Regions from separate parts of the Sus scrofa genome. Here region 1 is linked to region 2. The links are chromatin contacts, called in public HiChIP or PLAC-seq maps. All regions are on one chromosome and are shown on one strand. Each heading gives the region's core, a stretch centred on a gene start, on an enhancer-like site or on the middle of the called end of the contact. The rest is flanking DNA. Distances are from core to core; before and after follow the strand shown.

Region 1 (7,772 bases), core at 5,043-7,542, 77 kb before region 2:
ATTACTTCAGTGAGCTTCCTTCTGATTTTATATACGAAGTTTAAGCACACCACTATTTATCAGGAACACATTTACATGGTCAAATGCTCAACGAAGTTTGTTTGTTTGTTTGTTTTGTTTTGCCTTTTTAGGGTCGCACCTGTGGCATATGAAAGTTCTGCCAGCCTACCCCACAGCCATAGCAATGGTGGATCCGAGGCACCTGCAATCTACATCACAGCTCAGGGCAACCCTGGATCCTTAACCCCCTGAGCAAGGCCAAGGATTGAACCTGCGTCCTTGTGGATATTAATCAGGTTCATTACTGCTAAGCACAATGGGAATTTCACAACAAAGCCTTTTAATTGCTCTTCAGCCTTTAATTTATACTCTAAACAGATCTCGACATATTCTGGGCTAGCTGGTGTTACAGGCCCAAGAAACTAAGAACAAAATAATGTTCCCCAGAAATAGCATGTATTACATCTATACCCAGGACATACTGTACAAAGCCAATACATCCGTAAATATTTAAATCATTTTTCTAAAATGTTTCCCATCTATCTTACCTGTATGCAACAGCCCGGTACAAAGAAATTTGCTAAGAAGTTGCCCACATAATAAAATCAGATACATTGGTGGGGAGTTTTGCACTCCTCACCCCACCTCCATTCTCGTAATCCTCTCTATTTTCTGGCCTCAAAATCCTATTAATCCCCCAAATATGGTGAAGCAGAACATTTTTAGAAATTTAGGATCAAATATAAAACTGCCCCCTACGTACCTGTACAAATCCTGTTACTCTCTCACAAAGGTGTCCTGAAATAGGGGTCTGCCTGGGCACCCCAACTGCCAAACACCAGCCTGGGGCCCAAGAATCCCTAGACACCAGATTAGCCCCATTGCTTTGCACGATCTATTCTTTCTCTTCCTCTTCCATATGCTGTCTGTTAAGCTATCAGATTGTTTACCAAAGACCCATTTCACATGAAGATTCATGTTCCCACACAGTTTTCATTTCAGTAAAGTGAAGCAGCCTGATGAACACATGATTTAACAATGACCTTTAGTATTCCATGAATGTTCAGTGAGGTTTTTTCCCTTGTGAGACTTGGAGCAAAATATTAATGAAACCTCATAACACCCAATTAAAAGTATCACCTTTGGTTTTAAATTAACTAATCAAGGACTCTGCTTTAGAAGCAAGGAAGTTCTGGGTAGGGGGTACAGCCACCAGGAACGTGGTCTCTCAAGCTGTACTACCCTGGTGTACACCTGCACAAAGCTAGGGACTAACTGACTCCAGACAAGTTACTCAGTTGCATGGAGTCTCTGTTGCCTCATCTGTACAATGGCCACAACAGGACCTACCTGGAAGAGGTGTTGCAAGGATCTCACACTTCCATCTATGCAAGCACTTAAAACAGTGCCTGGCAGGTAGTAAGCACTCAGAAAAAGCTAGCCTTTATTAATATGTAAACCTGGGAGAAAATATAAAGAAGAGCAAAACTATATATTTGCAGGAATAAGACATACCTCTTTTCTCCAGAACAATCTTTCAAATTAGTCTATACCCAAGACGGTAATTGTGATGAAACTGATTACTTCTCCAAGGTAGCATATATTTAGAGATTAAAGTACAAGGTAACTATTTTGAGCCAGTTTTGTATTGTTGTGAAATAAATGGTAATATGCTTATAGAATGTCGAAGCAAAATATGTTGGTTTCACTTTTAATCCTTCTCCTAATTTTGCCCTTTTTTAAAAAGTGTAACAATCACAGCTGTGAAGGTTTTCTTCCTTTCTGAGTAGATGCTGCAGGTTTAATCTATACTCTATTAAATTCTAAAACTAGTAGAAAAAGTAAAATATAACATACAAATGCTCTTAGAATAGCATCCACACAAAGACTTTGAGAAGCATTTGAGTTTACCAATGCCAGGATTAGTCAAGGTTTAAATTAGATTAGGGGAATATTTGTTTATGCTGATGGGGAACAGACAAAATGCTGCACGATTCGACATTAGTTTAAAAAAAAAAAAAGTGGAGATTTTTAAATCAATTTACAGCTTGAACTTGACACTAAATACCTACTTTCAGTCGACCTCTGACATCTCAGGGGTCCTGAAGCAGAAACAGGCCAACTCCGTCGGCGCCCGAGGGTTCGAGGCCGGGACACGGCGGCTGTAAGGGGCCATCCGGCCTCTGCGCGCTCTCGGAGCCGCTGCTCGCGCTGGGTCCGCGGGAGCGCGGCCGGGCGGGGAAGAGAGCTGCGCGGCCTGCGCTTGGGGAAAGGGCCGGAGTTTGGGAACCAAGAGTGTGGAAGCGATCGGAAGCGCCGGCCTTAAGGCATGGGACGCACACGCCCGGCGGGCGGCGGGAAGAGCCCACCTGGCCGCGAGAAGCGGTGGGAGGAGGGAGGAGGGGCCCCCCAACGCGCCCGGAAGCTTAAGAGCTTCTCCGGGAGGGTGGCGAAGTGAGATCTGTAGTTTCTCTTCTCCGGCCCCTCAAATTTCCACCCCAGAGTACCCCGGAAGGCTCAATTCTAGGGTTTGTGCAAAACTACCGCTGAGAAGTCCGTAAAAGAGGGGAGGGCGTCCCTGGGTGGGCTCGAACCACCAACCTTTCGGTTAACAGCCGAACGCGCTAACCGATTGCGCCACAGAGACTCCGGCGTTGGTGGCTTCTCCAGCCCTAACCTTTATGAAGAATTATAAAGGCAGCGCGTGAATGTTATTTTCTACTTCCTGATTCCTCTTATTAAAAGCAGGTTTTTCCATTTAACATTTCTAACCCTTTAATTCCATCTTTCCACCCTTAACATATATTGGAAAATTATTAAATACAGAAAGGTCGAGCAGAATCTCGGATTGCAACCTTTATTAAAATACTGATGGGTTGGTTGATGTGCTTTTTTTCCCCAACTCCCGTTTGGAACGTTTTGTTGCAGGGAGATAGCTATTTCTGAGGTGTGTTTTTATAGGGAAATAATTTTAATCTTATGAGTTGAGGAATTTTCCTTTTGTTTCAAACTCTTTGTCCAGTGCTTCGCTCGCTAATTTTCACAATTTACTTTCATAATTTACATTCCCAAGATCATCCGAATTGTATTTCCCGTCTTTATTTTCATTTTCAGGTATTATTAAATACATCTTGCAATTTCTATTCCTAGTGTGTACTAACTTACAGTGCGATTACTTGTCACTAACATTTTGTTACTGGGAAAAGACTAGGAAAAATGCCCAGTAACATTCTTTAATCCCTGTACACTAGTCCATTGCTAAATCCGCTCTGAGTCTCCCTGGAATTAGCCTATACACCCACATTTGAGGCATGCCACTTAAAATATTTTGTACATTTCTCAGGGTATTTATAACCCGATTTGAGGAAAGAGGAGTTACAGAAGGAAAAAAGTATGATTTATGACTAACACCTGAAAATCCCTAGTACAAAAACCACTAGCAAGCATGTTATATCCCTATAAATACCCTATATGAAAATCTTACCCTTTGTGTGAATATTTCCTGATGCCTTTTAAAGCACTCTGCAAAACTCTAGATATTTTTCCCCTCTCAAAGAATTGCTAGTTTCCTCTTGACCACTCTGTATTTAAAATTTTAAGTTCCTAAACTGCTGTCTAGAATCACCTGAGAAAGAACTCGTGATTTGCAGAGGTTGTATGCGACATAACTTAGTCAACGTTTTGAGTTCCTGCTGCTTGCTAAGACAACTTAAATTGGCTTTGAAACCAATTAGCCTAGTCCCTTGAAAGCGTTGAGATATCAAACAGCTGTGAATTCATACCAGGTTGTATCACTTCTCTCTCAAAAACTTTTAGAAGTGCACTTGAAAATTTTGAACTTGAAAAAAAAAAAATTCCAGGAAGCACTTATAAAGAGCGTATAATGAGCCTGATTTTATTATATGACGCTACTACCTTCATACTGTATGGTTTATGTATCCGTTAATGTGAGCTATTATGCTTGTTTGTGACTCTTCACTGAGAACAGACTGCAACTACCCCTTCACCACCCCTTCATTCAATATTTACTCTGCTGCTTAAATTAATGTTAAGGAACAGTTCTATTCATGTGACTACCTTAAGCTCCAAACTCTTTTCCTCTCTCCAGTCATCACACTAATATTTTAACTTCTCAAAAGAGAGATATTGAGAAACAATTGATGAGGAAAAAATAATTCGGAAAGAAAGAATTAGCTCATTGTATGCTAAATTATTTTGTGTGTGAGGACCATTATTTGTCTTAAAGTTTAGTCTTTGAGCCTGGTTCTATAGTTGTTAATCTTTTTAATAAAATAAATTGCTATTCCACAGTTTGTTAGCTTTGCCCTTTTTTTTCCCTCTCTCCATTGGCAAATACTTCAAAAGAACATCTAAAAATTAAACCTATTGATGGAACCTCAACATTTCACTCCAGTGACATGCATCAAACATAGCTTTTATACAAAATGCCCATGACGAAAATAAGAGCGTTTATTGGCATCTAAATCTTTGTACTTATCTTGGGCCTTGCTATCCGCACCCAGTTTTTGAAGCCAAATTAAGCCCAGTGGATTAAGTTTAGAAACCTAGATCATTTTTCCTTAAATGTCGGGATAACACACAGCCAATGTTTCTTATAGCCGTTATGATTCTTATAGCCAATGATTCTTATAGCTTCGTTAGTTCTTAGGTCTTTTAGAAATGCTAAAATGAAGAGGACCAAGCATTTTACCTCTTTTTTGTGTGATATTGCAACTTTAAATTACTATCAAAGAAGCTGACCTTTGCAGATTAATAGGCCTGTATATTTTATTTCCTTCTTAGAGAGGAAAAAAAAAAAAAAAAAGACAAAACAAAAACAACAACAACATCTTGCAAATGGGATCCACTTGTCTTGACCAACAAGGCAAGATGGACCACGCTGGGTATAGACCTTCCTGATAGCATGAATCCAACACTCCCAGAAGTTGTGCCTACTGCTTCACACCAACAGACGAGGCAGCTCACAGGATTTCCATGAATATATTGTTCAGGACCTTAACTCTCTTCAAGTCCTGTACTTTCAAAGGATGGGGACTGAATTTTTAAGGTGGAAAAAATCCAGTTAGTGAGAATTTTAAAAGTAATCCAGTGAATTAGAGAAATGTTCTCAATAAATAGAAGATTGTGGCACCAGGTAATCAATGAAAAGAGAAGGCTGAGCCAGGAGTCTCTAAAAGCAAGAGAAGAACTACGAGACTAATTTTCAAGTCAATTGATGTCACATTTCAAAACTGATGTGTAGTAAAGGGGAGTCAGATCCTTCTAGCCAGGTTCAAGCTTAAATGATATGTCCAACTCACTAAAAATATCATTCTCATTCAAAATTATTGACTAAGGATCAGTTATCAGTGTAGCAAGCCAAGAGCAACATGACACAAAATAGTATTCATCGAGCATACGTTTTCCATAGTTGACCATTAAATTGGGTCTACACATAAAATAAGGAAATTGGGAAAGCTGTGTTAGAATGTCATATTTTTTTTCCATCATTTTAAAAATTATGTCACAGAGTTCCCGTTGTGGCTCAGTGAGTTATGAACCCGACTAGTATTCATGAGGATGCAGGTTTGCTCTGTGGATTAAGGATCCAGCTAGCAGACTAGGCTCAGATCCAGCATTGCTATGGCTGTGGTGTAAGCCAGCAGCTGTGGCTCCAATTCGCCCCCTGGCCTGGGAACTTCCATATGCTGCAGGTATGGCCCTAAAAAATAAAATTAGATAAACAAAATTATGTCACTTAACTGGAAATTTTTGTAAAATTATTCAGATCAAAAATCTCCATTTTATTTTTAATTAAATGTGGTATAAGAGAAAAGGTAAAGTGAGCCAGAAATAATATACTAATATTCAATTCTAATGCTGCAATCAAAATTATTAAAAATATATAGCTTTTTCTTCATGAACCTCTCTTTTGAAGGTAGAAATCATTTTCTATGGTTTTACCAAAGAATATAGAACTAAATATTAATCATTGTTTATCTCAATAGTTAAAAAAAAAGTATGAGTTACTAATAACATTGATAATTTCAACTGTGTCCAGACCAGTAGACTCCTGGATCCAGTTGGAAATGGTAGGAGGGGTGGAGGGTGGGAGAGCAGCATGGATTTTCACTTTCTCCAGCAGCCTTGGAAAACTTCTCCAGAAAGACCCTATAGTTACCTCAGTAACATTGATAGGTTCTGCTCCACGGTCCTTCTCTTGACCACACCACTATCAGTGAGGCAGCCACAGCTTTTCTTTTCCATGTGTTCAGATGGAAAGAGAGCAGTTGGAGGCAACAGTTTTTTGCTGTCTCATCCATACTGGGGAAGTGCCGATAAATTCCTGTTCCTGCCTCTCTTTCTGAACTCATTCATTAAAAGTGAACATTAAAAGAGTTCCCGTTGTTCCTGTTAAGAACCCAGCATAGTGTCCCTGAGGATGCCGGTTCGAACCCTGGCCTCATTCAATGGGTTAACGATCCGGCATTGCTGCAAACTGCGATGTAGGTTGCAGATGTGGCTTGGATCTGGTGTTGCTGTGGCTGGACGCTGCAGCTCTGATTTGACCCCTAGCCTGGGAACTTCCATATGCCACAAATGAAGCACTAAAAAAAGATGATAAAAAAGATGATTCATTCAGGGAGTTCCCTTGTGGTGCAGCAGATTAAGGATCTAGCGTTGTCACTGCAGTGGCTCAGTTTGCTGCTGTGGTACAGGTTCCATCCCTGGTTTAGGGAAATTCCACATGACGTAGGCACAGCCAAAAAAATTTTTTTTTAATTTTTAAAAAGATGATTCATTCAGGAGAAATACCAGTTGCTGGCACAGACACTCCTTCCTTTGGTGAGATGCCAGTGAAAGCAGAGTGCAAGGTGTAAGGGTGAAACCAGTGCCCCTCATTTCCACTATTTCCATAAATTTTCAGTTATGGGGAATAAGTACAGCCCCGTGCCTTAGAAAGAGCTTCTTCCTTGCAGCTACTTCTCATAAATGGATAGAAAACCTTGAAGTCATTGAAAAGACTGTACCTGGTAACGAGCTGGTATTCAATGAACTGATCACTTAATGAATAGTTTCCCATAGCATTGTTAGAATTTTGGAAGGCACATAGTGGTATTACAAAATGATTCATCCTAGGACTTTATAAATAACAAGTGCTCTTGTATATTTAAGGCATGCTCCCACCAAAAGAATGTTTTTCAAATATGAGATATCACCAGTAAAGCACTAGCCCAGTAGCCAGGGTTTACGAGGTATAGTGAAAGTGAGTTTCTATTCCCCGTGCCCTTTAAGGACGCTACCTCTCTTTCAGCAGCCCAAGTTGAAATCCTGGCATCATCACAAGTTCCTTGTTTTTCATTTCTTACCTTGAGTCAGTTACAAAGTCATAGATTCTAACTTTGCAACATTTCTAAACTTTGACTATGTCTCCTCCTTTCCACCCTCATTTTCACTATTTAATATAATCCAATACATGCCATGATTCTATTTTTCTGCATAGCATCTAAGCTCCAATAAATAACAACATTTAAAGAGCATTTACATGCATTTACTTTCATCTATTTTGCAAGATGGACACTATTGTTAAACCCATTTTATGAATAAAGAAACTAAGGCTTACAGTGGCTTAAAATTTTAAACCCTAAACCTATTTAAACTTTAAATGACTTACTCAAGGTACCACCTCTTGCTCCTTTCTGCTGTACCTTTTTTTCCTCTCTCATCCCTGTTCTTAGAACACCCTCCCTGGCCTATTACATACCCTCATT
Region 2 (7,254 bases), core at 3,576-6,075:
ACACAGCCAACTACACGTTCCTGGCCTGATTTCCCTTCGCAGGCTCTTTGTTCCTTTGTAAACCCGTGTTCAAGTCTTGTTTGTGGCCTAAAATGTCTGAGGTTTTCCGCCAGGTCTGGGGCAAAGGCTGTTTGACACTTGGACTTCATCGGGGCAGCTTCTCTGCAATTCAAGCTTTAAGTGCTAGGCTGGCAAAGGTTTTAAAGGTCTGCTTCCAGAGTAATTACCAGGTCAAATAGTGTTGACATTTTCCAGCTTAGAGACTACCTCAAGTTCTTCTGATCACTCCAACACTAGTTCAATATGTTTTGCACAGGTTCCACGTCTAGAACCTTAAACTGTGGTGCATAAGGTTTTGTTCCGCACCAGTTATCAAGAGTCTTTTGTAAGTGGTCCGGTCAGTGATTGCGGAGTGCGGTGTCAGTATGGATGGAGGCATGTTTTAAGACAGATCACTTTTAGATGATTTTCTTAAATATAAATATCTCAATTCAAATTTTTGTTTTTTTCTTTAGTTTCACGAGCTAAACACGTGTGCAAAAAGTATGAAAGTGGAAGTCCTTTAGACGAAAATAGTAACCACCACCTGGGTTAATCTCAAAAAAAAAAAAAAAAAGATGACTGTCGAAACCTGAAAATATTTTGAAAATTGTATTTTATATTCTGCACTAGTTCCCTCTCCCCAACCCCCATGTATTAATTAGTCCATGGAGCCAGTTACCCTAAAATTAATCAATCTTTAGAAGGAAAGTTTATTCCTTCTTAAATTTACACCATGTAAAAATATTCATCTTATTTTCCTCTGAATTGACTCCATCCAGCGTTACAATGATCACTGCAAAGTTATTTTACACTAGGACTATATTTAAACACACACACCCCCACACACAAAAGTGTTAAGGCAAAATAAAGAGAAGGTAATCGAGACCAGGTAACAGCATAATTATTGACGTGTGCTCTTTATTATTTTGCCATTGACCATGTTGCTCCTCTCATTTACTTATAATTGGCAGTCCTTACAGTTGAATTCTTCTTGTTATCTTGTTAAAAGGGGGTTCTTTACCCAAATAAAAATATCTTTTTAGAAACAGGACTACAAAGAATTTGTTATCACAGGCATCACTGCCAATTAATGTATTTTAGATCACCCAGACTTGAAATGTATCGACCCAGTGGTTTTAAAACATTGTCATGCCGCAGCTGCAACTTACATACTGGAGGCTGGAAAGCAAAGAGCTGACAAATCAACTCTAAGGTACAGGATTTATTTAAATATCCATTTCTTTTCAAATAGTACCTTTATGATTCCAGATTCAGTTTTTAAAATAGAAATTAAACTTTGTTTTTTTGTTTTTTGTTTTTTTTTCCTTCAGCACTTACCTAGAAGACTGTAAATTTGATAGAGAGAGAATAGAATTGTTTTGCACAGAATATCAGGTCAGGTCACTTACTTAAATTTTTAAAAATTAACAGTTACTGTTTTTCTTCTATTCAGTTTGCAAAGATGTGTTTTTCTTCTTCTTCTTTTTTTTTTCCTCCCAGAATAATAGAAATTCCCTAGAAATCCTACTGGGAAGGTAGGTACTGTATAAGGTGTCAAGCTGAGCCACTTTTCACTTGCAGGTATGAATGGAGAGTGCTGGTGTGAAACAAAACAGGACAAAACTGGGAGCTAGACCAAAAGAAAAGGGGCCAAAGGGCAAGTGAAACAATTGAAGTTAATCTAATGTTATGAAAGATAAAGTTTATTGAGATAATTTTTAAATGCTTTTTTACTACTCAGAACTTGAAAATAAAGTTTAACAATGTTTTAAGTTCAGAATGGATTAAAATTGTGGGGGGGGGGGGACAGACACCATTGTTGATAAATACTGAAAGTTTTTCTGTAGCTATTATGTATAAAATTATCATTGTATCTTTCAGTATAGGCAGATCTCTCCCTCATATAACTGATGTTTCTTGGCGTTTGGAATATCAGATAAAGGTAAAGTTTAACAAACTGTTCTCTAGGGGAATTTAGGGTACTTTAAAAAAAAAAATAAAGACTGAAATGTATGTGTTGTGTTGTTTTAGACCAGTCAGCTTCATAAGATGTACAGACCTGCATATTTGGTGACCTTAAATGTAGAGGTATCTATATGTCAGCCCTATCTAAAAATTAAATGTGTAATGAAATTTAAAATTGCCTTGATTTAAATAAAAAGCATTTTTTTTCTTTCCTAGAACACTGATTTCCCATCCCACCCAGAGATTAATTTTAGTTGCAACATGGAACAATTACAGGTACAGTATTAGGATCTATGCATATACCTCTATCTTTTTATAGATTTTTTTTAAACTGAAAATTATGCCTATGGCAAGTTCAAAAGAAAATTAACCATCTGTCAGTAGATAATGAAGGTTGGTTAAGGATTTAATGGATGGGGGCTTCAAAAGCAATATTTTATTGTGGGCTTCACTTTTGAGATTAAGATGTTACTAACAGAATTGGTCTGCTTTTGCTATTCCCTCCAATTAAAATAAACTTGTATAGTGTTGAGTGTCAATTCTTTCCATTAGTAATGTGTTTGAGCCAACAGGACAAAGCAAAATGAAGAACTTGGCTTTGAAAAATGTGTTTCTTGCTTTCAGAAATTGAATTAAACATTCAAAAACAGGATTTTTAAACAGTGCTTTTAAAATGATTTTTTATAAAGCAGCAGGTATACAAAAATCCTAAAACTATATTGTCAATTTAAGACTGGAGAGATTCAAAATTACATTGATTAATAGACATGACAACGAATTTATTTCTTACCACTTAAAAAATGATGGTCATTACTTGAAATTTTGATGAAATTGAATTTTTCAAAAGAGATCTCCTGCAGAGTTCTTTTAATGTAACCATTAATCAAACTTTAAACTTTCAGATGTGAATACAGCATAATCTTTGTTAGACAACTTGAGAAATTTAATTTTGATACGCCTTGCCTGTTCAGAGGATTCAGTTAGAAACCGTATTTCACATCTGAGGGCAAGTAGCCCATTTGAAGATAAGATATTTTTAGAGGAAAACCTTCTTTTGATAGTGGTTTGTCAAAGATTTAAAATCTTTATCAGTTTTAAATTTGTTTACAAAGTACCTCCCGACTTTTTCCTTGCATCTTTCTCAAACTTGCATACTTCTTTCTTGTGTTTATGCTAAAAACGTGCCATCATATACCTCTTTCAGGACTTAGTAGGAAAACTTAAAGATGCTTCGAAAAGCCTGGAAAGAGCAACTCAGTTGTAACTTGGGGAAGTTAAAGATCTGCCCGGGTCTAGAGAAAGACCAGGAACGCCTTGCCATCCGCCGAACCACCATTTGTGCGAGCTGGATGTATTCCTTTTCAAGAGAATAAATTTTTTCTTTTTGATTTCTGTCACTCAACAATTTTGACACTACTTTTTTTTTTACATGTGTGAAAGGGTTGAGAGGGACATTCTGCCTAAGTATATGAATCGTCTTTAGTATTATTCGTACATTGATCCCACTTGATTTTTTCAAGTCTTACAAGAGGAAGCAGACAGTATTACATTTTGAATAAATAAGTTGTTCCCACAAAAAGAGTGGTGAGAGTTTGGATTTGAGTTTGTTAATTATTACTCTGAGGACATAGACACGACTGGCGTTAACTTTTAACGATCGCCTTTTCTCAGGATCTAAGTTAAACACAGTGGGAAAGGATGCGATCTCCGGGGGCGGCTTTGCTTCAAGACCCCAGCTTCGGGACGTGGGGAGCAGGCGCGGTCGCCCCGCGGCGGGAGCCGGCCGATCCCGTTACCTGCGCCCGAGGGTTCGCCCGAAGCCCGACCCTCGCACGCGGAGCTCCGGAGGCCCGACCCGGCCGGTCCCGCGCCGAGCCCCTGCCCGGAGCGAGCGGCTGCCCGCGCGCGCCCCGCCTCGGCCACTGGCGGGCGGGGAAGGGGGCCGGCGCGGCCGCGGGAAGACTGGGGCGGGCGCTGTTGTTTCCGCGAGCCCAACTCAGGCGCAGGTTCCGCGCCGCCGGATTCTGGGCCGCAGCCCGTGGGGCCGGTGGGGCCAGGCGGGGGGCGGCGGCTCGGCGGGAGCCCGGGGACGTGTGCGCCGCGGGCGGAGGCGGGCGGCGAAAGAAAGAAATAACGGGGGGTGGGGTGGGCTGAGCTGCGTGCGGGGCCGGAGCGATGCCCGCGCCGAGAGCTGGGTGGCGCGGGTGGCGCTGTGGAGAAATGTCTCCGCAGCCAGCGCCGCCGCGCCGAGCGAGGGGGAGGGGGCCGGGTAGCGCTGCTCCGAGGGGAGGGGGCGGCCGCGGGCCCGACTACACCGACACTAATTCCCAGGCCGCCCTTAAGGAATGAGGGGAGCACGTGACCCGGAGGGGGGGCGGCGGGGGGAGGGGGCGGGCGGACTCTGAGCCATTTTGGAGCCGGTGTCAGTTTCCACTCTGCCTTCAGCAGTGCTTTTTTTTTTTTCCACCATCCCCTCCCCCCTCCTCATCCTTCCTCCCCTCCCCCCCGCCGCTCCGCACGCACACACACGGCGCCCCCCCACCCGCCCTCCTCCCCCCACGGCAACTATGAAATAATAATCGTAGTATTAAAGGCAGAGATCGGGGCGAGACAATGGGGATGGTGGTGAGGGAGCCCCGATCCGGATTAGAAACACCTCCCAGCCCCGCAGAATAATACTGATCGCGCCCCCTCCGCGCGCTCCCTCCCCCGAGTGAGGAGCGGGAGGAGGCGGCGGCGGCCGAGGAGGAGGAGGAGGAGGCCCAGGAGGAGGAGGCGTTGGAGGCCGAGGAGGAGGAGGAGGAGGAGGCCGCGGAGGAGGAGGAGGCCGAGGCGGAGGAGGAGGAGGAGGAGGCCGGGCTCGGGAGGCAGCATGAGCCGAGCGCGGCGGCCGCCGCTCCTCTCGGCTGCGCTCGTTGCCCATTGACAGCGGCGTCTGCAGCTCGCTTCAAGATGGCCGCTTGGCTCACATTCATTTTCTGCTGAACGACTTTTAACTTTCATTGTCTTTTCCGCCCGCTTCGATCGTCTCTCGCCGGCTGCTTTTTCCGGGTACGTAGGAGGCTAGGCGCCTCCGGGACGGGGCCTGGGGGCGGCGGGGGCCGTGCGGGGCTCGGGCCGGCCGCGGGTGGACCGGGAGCGGCCCCCCCGCGTCTCGCCCGCGCCGGCCGGGAGGGCGCTGACAGCGTGGGCGCCGAGCCCCGCGCCGCCGCCCGCCGGCCCCGCGCGCCGCCCGCGCCCGCGAGCGCGCGCCCGCCGCCGCCCGCCGACTCCCGCGGCGCCGGGACCGACCCGCAGCCCGCGCCGCGCCGCCGCCGCCAGCCGGCCTCGGCGCCGCTCCAGCCGCCGCCCGCTCCAGCCCGGACGCGCCGCGCGCGGCCCCACGTTTTAGTTCCTTTCTCCCCCGAGCGCCCCTCTACACCCTCGCGACGCACATGGCCCCCGAGAAGAACACTTCTATTTGCAGCCTCTGCGGCTCTCCCGGCCACGGCGCCCTTTGTTGAGAGGTAGATTTTGATGAAACGGGGACGGGTGCCTGAAATCGGGAGCTGCTTGGGTCAAGTGGCTTCCCTCCTCTCCCGAAGAAAGGGCTTTGGAGGGGTTTTAACAGCCAGAGAACGCCCCCATTTTATAGGGACGGGTTGCGTGGGGGGCAGCGATCCCGCTAAGGTGGATGTTAGACTGGAGAGAGCCCGAACAAAAATGTTATTAACTTAAGTTGGAGGGACACTTGTGTGAAATTAGATGGCTTGTAAGATGGCGGTTCCCAGTTGTTTCCTAGGTCTCCTGCATTTGTGTTTAAAATGGTAAAGTTTTCAAGGTGTTATTTGTTGGGAGTCTCGGATAAGTCCTCCAAACACTACTTGGGACGTGCTCACTGGGAAGTGGGCATTTCAAATTTGGAGCTTTTTTTGGAGTGATGATGGTGAGTGGACGTTAGTCTTGCAAGAGGTTTCCTCTCTTTCTTTCTTTTTTCTTTTTTTCCCCCCTCTCAAAGACTATAGTTTTTCTTTCAACCTCTAGTATGGGATGCACCCAGAACCATTACTTAAGTCCACAACGTTTCATAGGTTTTGCTAAATGTCAGCATGGGTCATGTGGTGAAGAGATGCTTTGGAAAATGAGCACTAAAAAGTTGATGGCATATGTTTACGCAGTCTTTGGGGTTTGACAGCGATATAGCATGATCTTTTTCCCAGAGATTTACAGTTAATAATTGGAAGTAAACAAGTAGAGAGACTTTGATCATTCCCAATTGCAATAAAAGGATTTAGTGGGCTTAGTGGTCACGGTTCAATATTTGAAAGAGGAGCATGTATTAACCCCTTCCTTTAAAGTAGGCAAAATTCTAGGCATATTTATTCAAATCCAAGTGTAGGTTGGTGATGTCTAGAATGTTATGAGTAGTTCAACCTATGTTTTATAAGAACCTTAACTCTCATGTTGCAGAAACATATTATAAACCACACTAAAGTCTTGAAACTTAGGATGCCAATTGTTAACAGCATATGCTAACTTATGAGACTGTATTAACATTTGAGTTTTAATTTAAGTAGAATCCCTTAGAGATTGATTTTTATGAGCAAATTTTTAATTTTTTTAATACTTGAGTTCATCCTCATACATCTGCCCCAAGTGCAAAGGTGTTTGAAATAACCTACCTTTGTAAATTTATGCCTAGTAACAGTATCTTTAAAGCTATACAAAAGTCGCTATATATGCATGTGTGTGTATACACACACACACACACACACACACACACAAGCTTCTTTAAGAAAATTGAGCATTTAGTTGTACTTGGTCAGTCCATTAATAATACTCTACCACCAAGTTCTTGGATGAGCATTAAGTGCCCCCACAGGTAAAATTCTCTCTAGAAGTCAAGTTAACCCCAGCTTTTCCCATACTTGTATTGGGCTGGGAACCCCAACTGGGGTTATGGAGTTCATTTGCATTTCTTAGAGTGCAGTCGTCAAGCTGATTGTTAATGTAAGAATTTGCTTCTGTTTTCCTTCATTTTGACATTACTGGTGTTAGGCCTCCAACTAAAGTGACAGCCCCAACTGAATATGTTATAACAGCAAGTCTTAACTATTGAGTTTTTTTCCATTGTATGTTTGGTGAATTTTTGCTTCCTTAACTGGAGTCTCTGTGTTGGAACCTAGAAGGTTTTCCTTTCTAAGGTGCAGAAGATTGTTTCCTCAACCTTATCAAGCATGTCAAATGTTTTGGAAGTCTCCATTAGGT

The links. HiChIP or PLAC-seq counts read pairs in DNA pulled down with a chosen protein or histone mark.
Region 1: a contact with region 2 is called in an H3K27ac HiChIP or PLAC-seq map of alveolar macrophages. The contact joins the enhancer-like site here to the promoter of BMI1 in region 2. A contact is called at or near these places in 1 of 5 promoter capture datasets (liver), 11 of 47 Hi-C or Micro-C datasets (alveolar macrophages, blood, brain and 7 more) and 2 of 2 datasets of contacts at active chromatin or transcription factors (alveolar macrophages and skeletal muscle).

The regions. Positions count from the first base shown.
Region 1 is chr10:52,671,706-52,679,477 of Sscrofa11.1, reverse strand. TRNAN-GUU (a tRNA gene) reads right to left here and starts at 2,647; the gene lies at 2,574-2,647. Within about 2 kb of position 6,292, at least 2 of the 83 cell types and tissues checked have an H3K27ac peak or open chromatin away from gene starts, as enhancers often do. A contact at or near this core is called in alveolar macrophages, where this site is marked.
Region 2 is chr10:52,593,725-52,600,978 of Sscrofa11.1, reverse strand. BMI1 (BMI1 proto-oncogene, polycomb ring finger) reads left to right here and starts at 4,825. Exons shown (of 10, transcript NM_001285971.1): 1 at 4,825-5,058. COMMD3 (COMM domain-containing protein 3) reads left to right here. Exons shown (of 8, transcript XM_005668159.3): 2 at 1,144-1,255; 3 at 1,374-1,437; 4 at 1,543-1,577; 5 at 1,924-1,984; 6 at 2,074-2,130; 7 at 2,224-2,283; 8 at 3,212-3,588. The coding sequence ends at 3,271.